Regions from separate parts of the Triticum aestivum genome. Here region 2 is linked to region 1. A link is a contact called in public Hi-C data. All regions are on one chromosome and are shown on one strand. The core of a region is the stretch at or near the end of the contact, and the rest is flanking DNA. Distances in the headings are between cores, read along the strand shown.

Region 1 (5,176 bases), core at 1,757-4,256:
CCCTACGGGTCCCACACATTAGGTACATGTGGAGTTTCGCGTCATGATTTTCCTTGTGGGTTGTTTCCCAGCGCATAAACCCACCCATTTTTTCCATAGTCGTCTGGTATATTACACATCGCTTCGCCCAATTGGCCTAGCCCATCTTTACCCCAAACCACGCCACCCATCATTCATTCAGAGAGAATGGGATGAAGCAACAGGTGACGAGCGGCATGAAACTTATTGACGTGATCATCGGCGATTGTCGGAGCCGAGGGTAGCAACCGATGCGAAAACAAATTCCCCTCCCATGTATGATCTGCTCCTCTATTCTTCTTTTATTTTTTTCTCCGTTCGTTGGGTTTATTGGCTAGTTTCCATTTATTTAGCTAGATTTATTTGGCCAAAATTAGTACTATTTTCAGAACTTTAGGCCATCTGCCACACTCACCATACCATCGAAAATCCTAACAACTCTATTTGGTTGGTATGCTAGCTTGTTCTACATGTACCTCCAATCATATGAATGGATAAATACTTGGGAGAAAACGCATGTGGTACGGATCAAGAAATCCAGCGAATTCAAGCTCGAAGGCGCTTAACCAACTCGATGAAGCAGTGTGTAAGTACACACGACGGCCTTACGAAAAAGGGGCATGACTCTTTTCAACCGTTCTAGGTGTGAGAAAAAAACACAACATGACAGGCAATGTGTTCTTGGTGGCCTAGACCCACCAAATAGACCACTCTAAAAACTAAGGGGGTAAAAACTGACAAAACCTTAGCGAAAGCAATTCAGATGAAAAACTGTTAAATGGGCTACTAGTGTAAAAAATGTCAAATTATGAGGTAAAGATGCAATTAACTCTTTTCTCCATACATGAGGGAGTATACGATTTTGTTTAGTTGTGTGACGAAACTATTGTAAACACACTGTTTAAAATAATCTAACTAGTGGATAATGTGCACCGGGAGCCGAAAGGAATTACCAAACTTTGTGAGGTTACTCTCATCACATGCGTCAATAGCTCAATATACCGTGAGTAGTACGTTTCGCTGGATATTTCCGCCGCATATATGCACGCAGCTAGTGTAATATTATTTGGTGGTGCATGCAAGATGCCTCATCAAAACCGTATATATCTGGCATGTGGTTCCCGGGAGCCAACTTCCAAAGTTCCAACTGCCAACTACTACCAAGTAGAATTGTACTACAAACGGCCAAGATGCTCAGGCTAGCAGGCAGTACAACTCGACAACAATAATGACGGATGCGCCGCCGCTGCGAGCTTTGTTCGATACCGTAGACATACGTAGATACATCAATCACACCATACGTGCCCGCCCGGTGCAGCACACAATCACGCCTTTAGCTCTTGTATTCGAAAAGAGGGATGAGTCCATTTTGAGCCGTTTGACTACTGCGCCACCAACTCTTGTCCGACCTTTTTTTCTTTTTTGAAAATATAAGTTCAGTATAAAACGTCTCGAACATAATAAAATTACATCGAGATTTCGAGACCATCGAACAACCACTACTGCCATCAGGACGAGCCACTGATGTGCCGCTGTCACGGCTCCCCTCTACTGGAGTCGGCTTGATCTTGTCGATGACAGACAGAAAGTCTTTCAGGGCCGGACTAGCACCGCTTAGTTGATGTAAATGTAATGAAATTCGTCTTGTATTCGACAAGAGGGATGAGCCCTTTTTGAGCCGTTTGACTACTGCGCCCCCAACTCTTGTCCGACTTTGTTTTTTTGGAAATATAAGTTCAGTACAAGATATCTTAAACATAATAAAATTACATCAAAATTTCAAGACCACCGAGCAACCACTACTGCTATTAGGACAAGCCACTGATGTGCCACTGCCATGGCTTCCCTCTAGCAGAGTTAGACTTGATCTTGTCGATGATAGGCATGAAGTCCTCGTGCACATGCCCTTAAGGACTAGTGCCTTGGAGCTGCAGCCGTCACCGTTGAACCCTCGCATAGATCTGAAGCACTCGACATCAGATCTCACCACATGACGAGAAACTCTAATCTCACCGCCCAGAAAGATGGCGGGAATCTATACTGGAGCTCCGTCAACTATGTTCAAACAGACGAATTCGAGGAGAATCGAAGCTCAGAAGACAAACTCGATGAGAAGCGTTGCCATCTGCTTGAGCGTCGCACCTGCTAAGACTAAAAAACCCTAATCTAAACTATTAACCAGAGCGGAGGCACCGAAATTCTCCTCCTCGTTGTCGGCCACCGGAACGGCAAGCAGGGGAGAGGCGAATCCACGGGCTCACTGGTGAAGTTTGGAGCGGAAAGTTTGCTCTAGAGACCTAGGATTAGGGGAGGGCATGAAAAGCAGCCTTGGCTGATATTTTTTTTTAGGGGGGGGGAGGGGGTCATTTGTGCGGCAACCCGAACATTTTAGCCTTTTAACACAGGACTAGGAAAACGTGGTGTTTATAGCAGCTAAAAAACTGTCACATCTCACGTTTTCTCCGTCAATTCTAGCTCCCCGTGGTTTGGCTGACGTGGCAGCCGCCATCATCGGCGTCGCCGGCCATGGAATGGAGGCGGCGGTCGCCGTCGCCGACGCTAAGATTCGATCCGGCGTGGGCGCGGAGACTCCTGGCGGAAACGAGAGTGTGTTGCACACACGAACACACAACAGTAAAGAGTTGCAGGTACGGCTAGCTGCCTAGCTAGCGAGAGAGATCAAGACGTGCACACAACAAATTAACCAGGTTTCAGACAAAAGAACAAATTAACCGAAGAAAATATCAGCATGCAGGAATAGGAACATTCAGAACGACCGATCGGCCGGCGACCAGTAGCTGCAGCTCGCTAGCTCTGGCGTGCAAGGCAACACCTCCATGCAAAGTGTTCTCCCTCCCTCCCCGCCGCTCCCGTCCGGATCGCCTCGATGCGATTCTCCCCAGCTGACTTGTGCGCGCGCATGTGGCGTGCGAGGCTCGACGTGGCGAATCCGTGCGTGGTGGGCACGCGCGGGCACGCGCACCACACGCACACGCACCTTCGCCGCGACAGCGACGGTGGGCGCGTACGTGTGGGATGGATACGGATGCGTGGCCAACCCGACACACAAAGATTAAGATTTAGGAGTGATCCGCACGGGCACTTGTTGATTCTTCTGCATAGGTGGTGGTAACAAGGGAGACGAAACCTCCCCGATGCTCGATCCATCCGTGCCAAAACCTAGAATCTGTTCGTCCAATTCGATGGGCTCCAAAATTACGGCCTTGTCTTGTCTTCGTCCTATCGATACGGATCGATTTACCTCTGCACAGTCTTATCTTATCTGAGCCTTTGGGAATTTCCGCCTTTTTGTTCGGTTTTGTTCACGTACGCAACCAAAGTATTAAGGGTAAAGGCATCTCCAACGCTATCCCAAAAACGTAAACACCTTTTGTCCATGGACTATGTCCGGACGTGATCTACGAACACGATATGAGATTCAGCTATCCAACCCTATACCCCCTTCATACCACAATGTAGTGCGTCCACGTTTTTCAAGATCTAAATTTAATCATAAATTTAATCAACGAGACTGACTGTGACGGGAGCAAAAATTAATCTCACCCAATGTGAGATCTCACACAAGTCTCCTTTCCACCATTTGAGCTAGCTAGCTAGTACACCTTCCACCATTTCAGCTAGCTAGCAGGGAGAGATTTCTGGTCCGTCATGTGTATATCTGGGCTCACACCAAGTTTGCTTTTGGTTTGCGAGGAAACAAACAAATGGACGTGTCTGCAAACAAATACTCCCTCCGTTCTAAATTACTCGTCGTAGAAATGAATGTATCTAGAACTAAAATACATCTAGATACATCCATTTCTACAACGAGTAATTTAAAACGGATGGAGTACATATTTGCATTGGATGACAAAGTGCATCCAGACAGCTCGGTCTAAACTTTTGCATGTCGTTTAAGGGCCCGTATTGGGGCTATGCATGCGTGCTACTTTCAAAGTCGTCTAAAGAGATTAGTGACTGGAAAGAGAGAATATCTCTCCTGTTCACACTGGAATATATAAAGCTCGTTCTCTGACCTCTGATGTCTAGCAAAGGATACGTGCGTGCCCCATTGCCCCTGCTTTTACAAAGTTTATTGCTCCAGCTTATACTCTTTTCTTATATATATCTCGATGCCCTAGTGCAAGACCTCGCATATGCTAAATGGTCATTGGTTATCATCGCAAGTTTGGACCTTGTGTTGGATTGGTGCTTAACATGCATTTTTCAATTTATCTACCCCAGTTCATATTTTACTGTCAACATTGCTGTATATCGAATTATGGGCAAGAAAACCTTCACCAAATTTTTTTTGACAGAATGATTTGTCAAAGAGTAAACAAAAAAGGTGGAATCTCATTATTCTACCAAGTTTTGATGGGTAGACTTGAGCTAAAGCAAAATATAGTACATTTAGTGTCGATATGGATATATGCTCAACTGGGTCTGTCCCTTGTCTCAATGAAGCTCTCTTATTAAAAAGATCAGCAAGATGTGGCAGGCTCCAAACCTACAATTAAAATTGAATAAGCAACTTTACGGTGAAATATGAATAAGAATCTGAAGGCATTTGTAGTATAATGTCTCATATTTGACAACCTGACACAAGTTCGTCATCTATTCCAGTACAGTGGCATTATAGACTTTGAATAGGTAGATAAGGCAATAAGCTCACACGACAAAAGGGCAAACCTGTAAAGAACAACAATGTACTCCCTCTGATCGGAAAAAAGTGTCGCAGCTTTGAATAAGAGGGAGTAGTTTTTAGGGGCTTTTTCCCATCGCTATTTTGGTGGGGTGAATTAAGCTTGAGCCATTTTTGCAGAAGCCCCCACCCCGAAAGGGCTGGGTCCTTGTTTTACTGGTTTCCGCCTATATATTACGCACTATACAATACGATTGAATGTAGTACTCCAAAACTAGGTCATCAAATCATACAACTTGTTTTTTGATAACCGTCTAAAGAAAATATCAAATGACAGGCAGGTTGCATGAGAATAGTTCGACGTTGACTTCTATGGATGATAATATAACAAGAGATTTTATAAATGATAATACAATGCATCGGATCATACAACACATCGATGACCTAGTTTTGTGTGCCGACTTTTGTGTTATGCACTATATAATACATCGGATGCACATGTTGGACAACTAT
Region 2 (5,243 bases), core at 1,397-3,896, 36 kb before region 1:
CTTTTGCGAAGAAATGCCTTTCATGTTGTTATGGGCAGAAAAAAACAAATTCGTCACTACATAAGAGCTACTATTCACACTATAAGTCTTGTTTTTTTTTGCGAGAATTTCGTTGGAGAAGATTTCGTTGATAAAAAATTTTGTATGACTGTAATGATAACTCAAGTTTGTTCCCAAAAAGTTTCGGAAAGTTCTGATTTTTTTCGGAATTTTTTAAATAGTAATTTAGGTGTCAGGTGCACCTACCGCCATGTTCCAAGGGGTATTTCGCCCCAAAGTGCCATGTTTCTTCTGCATGAGAAAAAAAACTGATACCGACCTGTAGTAGAAGTAGTACTAACCGGCTTTCTTTATGTTTTTCTTTTCTTTTTTGAGAGGAGTCTTTTCGATCCCGCCGGTGGAAACTAGCCAAATACCCGCGCGTCCTATAGAGCAACGAGTGCATGGAGTGGTGACAAACCTCAACACCTTTCCTCTGCATTCTCGCTTTTCCCAGCAGTCGTGCACCCGTCTAGTTTTTGTTCTCTCCATATCAAACATTCACATATTTCATTGCAAAAAAAATTAAAAAAATCACATATTGCATCCCTACAGCATTGCTCCTCTTTGTCATTGGGCTGTTCGTTTTTTGGGCCAATTGGACCCTAAATGGTCTACTTGGAGCAACAAGGATCTAATGGCCCAAAAGCGGCCTTTTTGTTCTGCAGGTGAAAACAGAAACTGGACACCGAGCAGCCTGGTAGATCACACAAGTAGCAAAAAAAAAGCAAGTTCCATTCATTAAAATGGCTGGCACACAAATCGAGCAGCACGGTCGTTTCGGCACCAGAGAAAAAAAATCCCGCACTCCAATCATTTGGCAACCGCTGCTGGCAGTTGACCGTACTATATGAGCTTGCACTTTGCCAGCACCCATATATATTTGCTGATTAACTGCAACGATCGGGTAAATCGGAGGGCAAATCGAGATGATTATTTTCTTAAAAAAGAAGAAGAAATGAAGACAAGTCGTTGAAACAAGGGAATCAATTAGGAAAGCATCGGTACGGTGTTACACTGCTTCTTGGTGATGATGGATCACTTGAGTCATATAGAGTGTCAAAAACACTTATTACAACAACAGCTAGCAGGCAGGCAACTCGACTCGACTCGATCTCACCACACCACAACACGACACATATCATCCCCCTCCTCTATGTTAAACCCGGAGGCATATAGCAGCTGTCAGACGATTGCTAAAACAAACACGGCACGATTACGGTAGAAAATAAATAATCCAGCCAGCCATACGCAGGCAAGGATTAATAATTATGGTAAATAAGTAGCCACGTCCATCCATCCATGCATGAGGACAAACCAATTATTACCATGCATGTATGTATCGGTCGGTGATTAATCGGGCAAATATTAATCGGTGGGTGAGTTCATGCATCACCGTGCTCTGGGCGATGACGGTGACGGTGTCTGCCGGAGTGCCGGCCGGCCTACGCCTCCATCTCCTCCATGGCCATCTCCTTCATCTTCTGGTGCGCCCTCGTCCCCAGCTCGCAGGCGCAGCCCAGGCACGGTCTGCTCACCGCCACCGCGCACTGGGCCGGCATGCCGCCGTTGTTCACCGGCACGTCGCCGTCGGCGGCGACGGCTGCTGGCGCCGCCGCCTTGCGCGCGATGATGACGGAGTTGATCACCTCGTCCTCCGGGTGGTGCACGGTGAGCACCTCGAACCCGCCTCGCCGGATCTCCTCGGGGTCCACCACCGGGTACAGGAACCCGCGCGCGCCGTGCGCGCTCCGCACCACGAGCGCCGCGCCGGGGGCCATGTGCCTCCCGAGGTGCTCCACCAGGCGCGCCTTCTCCTCGGCCGCCATGCCCACCAGCGCCGCCAGGAACACCACGTCGTAGCCCGCCAGCTCGGTCGTCACGTCGGCCACGTCTGCCGTGCGGAACGCCATGCGCGCGCCGGCGTCGGCGTCGTTGCGGACCAGCCGGCTGGCGCGCTCGTTGGCCTCGCCGGAGATGTCGTAGTTGTCGAAGGAGGCGTCGGGCAGGTGGCGCGCGGCGAGCACGAGGGAGCTGAGCGGCAGCGGGCCGGAGCCGAGGAAGGCGACGCGGGCCGGGGCCGGGCCCGGGACGTGGCGGGCGAGGAGGCCGTGCTCCAGCTGGCTGAGCTTGATGTAGTTGTTGAAGTAGGGGAAGAGGGTGAGGTGGTCGAGCGGGTTGTCGTGCGCGGCGAGGAGGTCGGAGTAGTGCGCCTCCAGGTGGCCCTCGGCGTCGGCGCAGAGGCGGATGAGGCGGGCGCGCATCTCCTGCGCCTCCGGGCCCAGCGCGTCGACGTCGACGGTGCTCGCCGGGATGCAGGACGTCACCAGCTCGGTGAAGAGCGCGTTCACCGCCGGCGAGGGGCTCAGCGAGGGCAGCTCGCCGATGGCCGCGGCGAGGCCGGTGATCTTCTTCACCAGGGCCTCCTCCTCCATCACCTTCTTGTTGCAGCAGCCCTCCACGCCCATGATCTGCCGATCAGCTGCTAATCGACCCTCGCTCTGTGCTGATCTAAGTTCTCCGAGCACGAGATGCAGAGGGCACTAGCTAGCTGGGGGGCTGTGAGAGTGAGTGATGGAGGCGAGGGGCACGATCTGCTGTGGAGTGAGCGATGGGTGTTTATATAGCACACGGAGGAGTCGAGAGCGTGCTGGGGCCCGCGTGGCAGTGGCTAGGGGCGCGTGTTGCTCGGCTGATGATGAGCAGCCGTGGGGCCCCACAGCTGCTTCATCCAGAGCCGTTGGTTCTGCGGGTAACGGTTGTGTATTTATGTACTTCCCAGCTGATTATTTGGGAGTTTACACATCAACGTTTTCTGGCTGCTCTGACCAACAACCACCTACTCCGTTCATAAATATAAGTCTTTTATAAGATTTTAATATAGACTACATACGGATGTACGTAGACATATTTTAGAGTGTAGATTCACTCATTTTGCTTTGTAGATAAGTATAAGTCTTTTTAAAGAATTTAATGTAAACTACATACGGATGTATATAGACATATTTTAGAGTGTAGATTCACTCATTTTGCTTCGTAGGTAAGTATAAGTCTTTTTAAAGATTTTAATATAAACTATATACGGGTGTATATAGCCATAGTTTAGAGTGTAAATTCATTCATTTTGCTCCATATATAGTCTACATTGAAATATCTAAAAAAAAGTTATATTTAAAAATAGAGGGAGTAATTCATATTGGAATCTCTAAGCAGACATTATATTTAGGAATGAAGGGAGTATGTGTCATCACAAGTAGCTAGCTTAATTTTTACGAGTATCCAACGGTCAAGAAAGGCGCGAGAGCATCCAAATACCATCGTATCAGCTTCGAATTCACCCGGGCACCCGGCGGCAGGAAAGAAAGCGAAGTCGCATCTTGTGTGTGGTGTGTGGTGTTTGTATCTTCCGGCAAAGTAGGAGTCAAAAGCGGCAAAACACATTCTCGTGCAAATGGCTAAATGCAAGATCTATATTATTTTTAAATGAACTCTCATACCTGCTCAGGTCCGCTTGATCTAGCCACCGAATGAATCCAGATATCATTCAAAAGCTCGTTGTGCACCGTCTTGTTTTTTTTTTCAAAATGCAATGGCGAAAAGCTCCGGGCATCGCAGATACAGGGCTCCAACACGAGTCCAGTTGTCGTGCCAGTTGTGGATGCCATGAAAGGCGCCATATTCATCACATCGCAAGGCCCCGGGTCCATCCAGTGCAGCTAGGGCCACCTCAGCCCAAGGGCCATTCCAAATCTCTCGAGGTCTATAATGCCAAGGTCGCCAACCACTTTGGCCCGACAGACTGTCTTCCAGTTGACCAACGAGTGCCCACCGCCAGCGGTCTCACTATTGCCACCATACCACACGAAGTCATGTGTAATCCGGTTCACCTTGGCACTCACCCACTTAGGCAACGACATGTATGGCATGTGAAAAATGGCCATAGCGGTTAGGACCATCTTTGCAAGAGAGACCCTCTCAGCTCTCACGATGTATTTTCAACAGTGAATCTTGTCACTGAGCGACTGGAGGTGAACCTTTTGCGAAGGCGTCGCTAATATAGAGGGGGCCCAAATAGCGGCACGAGAAGGTTTCCAATCCTAGCGGGGAAAACAGTGAGAATGTCGTGCATGTCAATGCCCTCACAAACGGATGGGGAAGACCTCGGTCTTCAGAAGGTTTGTGACTAGGATGTTGGCATTAACGAAGTAGTCGGGGATGGAATTGGTCAGAATTAACTCTTCTTTGATAGGATTGGCAAAGATCCCAACATCATCAACATACAAGGATATTCTACATTGGATAGCTCTGGCCCTGACCGACAGAAGCACGCTCGACTCTGCCGCTAGGTGTAGGAGGTGGTGTATTGGGTCAATGGCCAAGATGAAGAGCATTGGTGAGAGGGGGTAGTCCCCCTGCGTAATACCCCTCCTACGTACATGCAAAGGGAGGCCCTGGGCTGCCATTGAGGAGCACTGGAGATGTCCAAGAGTTGAGCGACAAATAGATCCAATCATGCCATTGCTGACCGAACCGATGTTATCCATAACCACGAGATGACAGTCTAGTTCGCCGAATTAAAATCCTTTGAAATGTCAAGCTTGAGGAACATACTCATAGTTTTGGTTTGGTGAAGTTCCTTGATGAGGTTCTCCACGAAGAGGAAGTTATCATGGACGCATCTATTTTAATGAAGACACTATGGCTTCTAGCAACGATGTCATTGAGGATGGATGCAAGTTTGTTAGCCAGAAACTTCGAGAGGATGTTTGAAAGGCTCTGAATCAATCTGGTGGATCGGTAGTCATAAATGCAAGTGGCGTCAACCTTCTTGGACAACATGATAATATTGGCGGAGTTTATCAGACCCGCACAGTCCCCACAAAGAGATGCCATATGTGGAATTGCCGCAATGATGTCCACTTTGATGATATCCCAACATGACTTGAAGAAAGCCTCGATGAAGTTTGTTGGGGAACGTAGTAATTTCAAAAAAAATCATACGCATATGCAAGATCATGGTGATGCATAGCAACGAGAGGGGAGAGTGCTGTCTACGTACCCTCATAGACCAAAATAGGAAGCGTTAGCACAACGCGGTTGATGTAGTCGTACGTCTTCACGATCTGACCGATCCAAGTACTGAACGCACGGCACCTCCGAGTTCAGCACACGTTCAGCTCGATGACATCCCGCGAACTCCAATC

Evidence for each region. Hi-C and Micro-C count contacts between places; a contact is called where the count stands out from the background.
Region 2: a Hi-C map of leaf shows a contact between it and region 1, with 2.6 times the contacts expected there. The contact joins the promoter of LOC123187403 here to the enhancer-like site in region 1. A contact is called at or near these places in 3 of 5 Hi-C or Micro-C datasets (all in leaf).

Annotation. Positions count from the first base shown.
Region 1 is chr2A:53,900,746-53,905,921 of IWGSC CS RefSeq v2.1, reverse strand. No RefSeq gene overlaps it. Among protein-coding and RNA genes, the nearest start is that of LOC123187403, 36 kb to the left of the region's middle. Within about 2 kb of position 3,006, at least 3 of the 8 cell types and tissues checked have an H3K27ac peak or open chromatin away from gene starts, as enhancers often do. A contact at or near this core is called in leaf, where this site is marked.
Region 2 is chr2A:53,936,577-53,941,819 of IWGSC CS RefSeq v2.1, reverse strand. LOC123187403 (nicotianamine synthase 9) reads right to left here and starts at 2,646. Exons shown (of 1, transcript XM_044599259.1): 1 at 1,012-2,646. The coding sequence starts at 2,507. The coding sequence ends at 1,485.